Regions from separate parts of the Zea mays genome. Here region 1 is linked to region 2. Evidence: chromatin contacts called from public Hi-C data. All regions are on one chromosome and are shown on one strand. Each heading gives the region's core, a stretch centred on a gene start, on an enhancer-like site or on the middle of the called end of the contact. The rest is flanking DNA. Distances are from core to core; before and after follow the strand shown. Region 1 holds the start of LOC103643208 (probable rhamnogalacturonate lyase B). Region 2 holds the start of LOC100191844 (Transmembrane 9 superfamily member 9).

What was found. Hi-C and Micro-C count contacts between places; a contact is called where the count stands out from the background.
Region 1: a contact with region 2 is called in a Hi-C map of ear, with 3 times the contacts expected there. The contact joins the promoter of LOC103643208 here to the promoter of LOC100191844 in region 2. A contact is called at or near these places in 2 of 25 Hi-C or Micro-C datasets (ear and leaf).

Annotation. Positions count from the first base shown.
Region 1 is chr1:210,799,743-210,802,442 of Zm-B73-REFERENCE-NAM-5.0, forward strand. LOC103643208 (probable rhamnogalacturonate lyase B) reads right to left here and starts at 1,296. Exons shown (of 16, transcript XM_008666357.3): 1 at 845-1,296; 2 at 572-662; 3 at 305-426. The coding sequence starts at 858.
Region 2 is chr1:210,640,938-210,643,637 of Zm-B73-REFERENCE-NAM-5.0, forward strand. It overlaps LOC100191844 (Transmembrane 9 superfamily member 9), which reads right to left and starts at 1,413. Exons shown (of 7, transcript NM_001137268.1): 1 at 1,258-1,413; 2 at 1-155. The coding sequence starts at 1,371.

The sequences.
Region 1 (2,700 bases), core at 46-2,545, 160 kb after region 2:
TTTCAAATCTCGATTCTATATGCAACCAAACAATAGCATTGTAGAAAGCTGATTCCAATTCCTAATTCTGTGCTCCAATATGTATTATGCATTTCTTTAATTTATAAACAACACAAATGCTAATAAAGTGAATAAGAAAACGTATATTTAAACTGTGCCATGATCCAATTATCAGCAGTCTCTTGAACTAACCAAAGCCAGACACCAAAAAAAAGGTCACACTGATGAAGAATAATAAAGTGATGAAAGGACAGGGGCAGAGGAAGCAAAAATAATAATAATAATAATAATTCAGAAACGGTACCCTCGGTTGTCTTCCTTGTTGAGAATCTCCATGAGATTGTCCACGCCGTTGTAGCGCACGCCGGTGACGATCCCGTCCGGGTTGGACAGCGTCAGGTCAAAGATGCCGTTTTTGATCTCGACCTGCGCGTGCGGTTTGCGCCCGGACGGCCGGATCAGCGTGTCCCCCATCCACGTGGCGGAAGAACGACGCGCGCGGGTGAGTGAGACAGACACGTCAAACACCGCGCAACGAAGAAAATGCGGGGCGGAGATGGGGACTACTCACGTATCTGTCGCTGACCTTGACCGTGACGCCGGCGGTGGCACAGGCCGGCGAGGCCGGCCGCGGAGGGCCCATGCAGCAGGCACAGAGGCTCCTGATGCAGGTTTTGAGACCACCAGACAGACAGGCAGATGAGGGATGCGTGAATGTGTGTGTGTATATATATAGCCATATAGGGAGGAACTGGGTGAGAAATCTAGGAGCCGCTCGTAATGGCGGCATTGCTAAATGGAATATGACTGGCATCAACAACAGGAGCAGGAGGAGGAGTAGTACCTAAGCTTCTCCATATGGATTGGATGGATGATGGGCAGATCAGCGAGTCCTTTCGTCTTTCCACTACCCCTGTTGGCTGTTGCTGGGTGCAGTGCAGTGCAGTTGGGATGGGCGGCGTAGTACGTGGTGGTGGTGGAAGCGCTTAGACGGGCGGCGGTTATGTTATCCGTTATCCCTTGGTTTGGAAAGCAAGCAAGCGTGCGAGGAGTGGAGTTGAAGCCAAGGAGGAGGAGGAGGAGGCGAAGATGGGGATGGAGCGAGAAGAGGAGGGCGGCAATGGCCGGCGTCCTAGCCCCCCGGCCCTCGCTCGCTCGGCCGCGTCTTTTAATTCTTGGTAGTTGGTTGGTCTAGTCGGCAGGCAGGCAGTGCACACCTGTGAATGTTTGCTGTCAGCTGCAGGAATAGCGAAGAAAAATGGAAAGTGTCTGAGTGGCTCGTGGGGTTGTGGCTGCACCGAAAGCGTCCGAACCTGCCGCCTTCAAGGAGCCTTGTTTCATCTGTGGCTGTGAGTGCCTAATGTTCGGCTGGTCAAAAGTGTCAGCAATGGCTTCCAGCCCAGATTTAGATTTGGGCACCAATGCACCATCATGCAGTCATGAGTTAGTTCCATTTGAGGGCTTGTTCGGTTAGCTCTCAATCCATGTGGATTGAGTGGGATTGGATAGGTTTGAATCCCAAACAAATCAAATTTCTTAAGAATTTTTTCAATTCCATTCAATCCATGTGTATTGGGAATAACCGAACAAAGCCTGATTTGGATGAGTGCAACTCAAAGAATAGGAACATCTGCAGCAGAGACGAATGCAGCGGTGGAGCAGGTGTGGCTCGAGTCCTCTACCTCGATCTTTCGATCTCATGGAATCTTACTAGAGATCTCTCTAATCTAAAATATACACAATATAATATAGAAGGGACTTCTATACTGCAGTTTAGTCTATCTTAAACTTTTCTGGCTCCGTCTCCGTCCCCGATCTACAGCATACAACGACGAAACTTTTTCTTCTTTTTTTTTTCCAGCTAGATTTGACAATGATTGTTTAAGCCCACTGCGACGGGTTGTTGGAATTCTTGATTAAAGTAGTATTGGTAGACTAGTAGGTGCCCTTGCAAACATCATGCATCGTTCAGCAATGACTGACAAACTAATCAGAACAATATCAGATAGACAGATACTAACCCGAGCACTACATTATTTTATACTATAATACGCACGGTGGTGCGCGCACGGCCGTCTATAGCCAGCCGCCAGCGGCATGGACACGTGGAAGCGAGCAGCTGCCGCGCCTAGCGCGTGCCGCCGTCTTCTCGTCTCGACGGGCAATCGGGAGGCGAAAAGGTTGGGAGACGCCACGGAGCTAAATCATCTCCGTCAGATCGGAGACGCCGGACAGGGCACCACCACTACCACCACCACGCTGGGCACAGCCGCCCCCGTTCCATCGAGCTGGCTTGAGGCACAGGGCATAACTGATGCTTCAGTTACCTGAATAATGGGGCAACCTATTGTGTTGTAGGCAACGACTGTCGTTGCCTGTGTTGTAAGTATTAGTATTGTTACCTACACATTGTCTATCAGTGTTCACCGCACATAGCCTAATAATTTGATACAGTACTATCTAATTGTTTACTGTACTTCAAAAAAATGGTTTGTGTTTTTTTTTCCTAAATTTTGAATGGAGGTAAGGCAAGGCGATACATCGATCTCTGACCAATTTCTTGAAGATTTGCTTTAAACATACAAGAACAACTTTGTGTCATCTGAACTTGCTCACACCATACTTGATTGTGGTCAAACTGAAGAACTGATGTATATATTGTTCTGTGCTGCTAACCGTACACAAGAAATTCAAGCTACA
Region 2 (2,700 bases), core at 163-2,662:
GAGTTCTCAATGCGATCACCACGCAGAACTTCTCCAAGATTCTCTGCACTGTCAACTATCGTGTTTGGTTTACAGAAAGGAAGAGAGTAATATGAGTAGGGAAGTTGCGTCTTCGTGGATGTCAGCTTATTCACCTTCACCAAAAGTGGATCTTTCTGCAGAAAATTATGTATGAACCAATTAGAACACACAACACATATTTCAGTAAAATAAAAGGCTATGATTTAAGAAGGAAATGTAATTCTCTGATCATCCCCGTAGCTCAAACGATTGAAACATACACAATTTGACATTCTTTTCTGTAAACGCAACTACTAGGACACATACATGCTTTTTAAGGATCTGAAAATAATGTGTTGTCATCATTCATTGAATCAGCTAGCGTTATGCATGGGCACATATGACTGTCAGAGAGTAGGGTGGATTCACATGTTACACGAAGCAACCAGAAACAAGAGAAACAGAACGGAGAATGGTTTGCGTGACAACAGCTTATTGTCAAGAAAATATCATCTGCAGCTGCCAAGTTCAAACTATAAGTATCATGTATACAATGAAACATGAAATTTACCTTCTGAGATCAAATGGAGCATTTGATGTATGTACAAAAAAATGAAGAACTGCACATCTTGAATACAAGTGAGTACAGATTTGAGTACATCTGGGTGCAGATTGTTGTGTGCTCTGCGCATTTTGAACACATACCGTGGCATACTCACCGCACAATTTTCTTATTTAAAGTTCAAATATACGATTCAATAACATTACACAAACTTTAGACCAACTATAATGTCTTCGATTATTTATCATCGCTAAGGGGAAAACGCTTTTGCCTCAACATTGAGATTTGAAGCAGGGACCTGGCCAAAAGTGAATGCCATTAGTCTCGAATTCCAAATGCATCCGATCAAATGTCAGGGAGCAATTGAAGTGGTGGTGCGTCATTAGCACTGAGCAGCACCGTGCAGAAATGAAACGACAAGCACGCAATTCGTCAGACTACACAACTGCGCACAGAAGCGCCAACGATTATGATGTCAGGTGAGAGAACAGCGTGTGCCACCCGCAACGGCACGAGTAAGAGTAAGAGTAAGGGAGCGAGCGAGAGCAGCAGGACCCCGAGATCCCAAACACCACCGCTCGCATCCAACTCGATAAACACCAAACTATGGATCTGGCCGTCGAGATCCAGCGCGAAAGGATGGGGAGAACCGTTACGTTACAAGGAAGGTGGGAATAAGCGAAGGGAATTTGGACCTTATGGAAGTCGTTGGGCGCCACGCCGGGTAGATAGAACGCGGCGGCCGGTGAGGCGGCGAGGAGCGCGGCGAGCGCCGCCGCGGCCCAGCGGAGCATCGCCGGAGCTCGCATCGGTGGGGTTGGATCTGAGGCGGAGGCGCTCCCTCGCAGTCCACTGGCAGTCTGGCGCTGGCAGACAGTCACTCTCTGTGCTGTGGCCCTTCTCTGATATGTCAGACTCTGAATTGAACGATGAGAAATGGTGAACGGGCCTATCCACTGAATGGGCTTGCGTTTCAAGGGAAGTCAAATGGGCTTTGGGCCAGAGCCCTCTCCACCCGACAGCTCACTCTATTGAAAATGGAAAAAGTCTATTCTACCTTCCTGAATTATTATCGTAACCAGGTGAATGTCCGTGCGTTGCTACGCAATGAACATATTCTAATATAAGATACATTAAAATTCAAAAAATACTAACTGACATTTTATGTTCTTGTAAACATCTTTTAAAAACTAAAAAATTTTACATACCTTAAAAGTATTACACATCGAATAAATCCTAAATCCATCATATGCAGTCAAATTCAATGCTCATTGGTCACTCAAGTATACATGCTCTAGACATACTATTCAAATGTATAGTTTTTGTTATATATCTAAAAATATTGGAACGACTTATAATTTAAAAAGAAGAGAATGGTTATAATTTGAAAAGAAAAGAGTACAATGTCTAATATTGTTGCCACACAAATATTGTATCCATGGCATCCTTGCTTTCTTGTTCTCACGAGTCCTGGATTAGTAGTTTTACAGAACAAGCCTCTTTCTATGTTGACAGGTTTGCGGTGCAATAGCTGCCTAATAGGAAGTTAACTAAGTAAAAGGAAAGAAGCCACAGAACAAGCAATAATCACCTGCATCTTCATGCCATCTTCAGCAAGCCACAAGTAATCAGACTCGTTGGATATGAACTTATGAAGTTAGAAGGTATTCGAGTTTGGATCTTCAATCCATCAAGCAAGCATATTCAATACCTACACAAGATTCCTTGCAGTAATCAGTCAAACAACATTAAAAAAATAAAACACAATGTACACTTATAATAAAAGTTTCTCAAGTTATGAGCATAAAAGTCAACAAAATTGACAAATGATAGTCAGAAATACACTATACTTAAGAGACAAGACAAAGAAATCCATCCGAGACAAAGGACTGTGGATGGAACATATCATTCCAACATCACAAACTGTTACAAAGAGAAAAACATTTGAATAGTTTGAACATATCATTCAACTAATGTCTTGTTTGGCATAATCATGTACTGTTACAAAGGACTATGGATTGCATAACTGGATATAGTTAGCAAAACCACAAGTGCTTGTAGCATAAAATGCATTTTTCATGAATACATGATACAGATCACATGACAATTCAGGATAGTAGTGGGTTAATTGAAAGGGA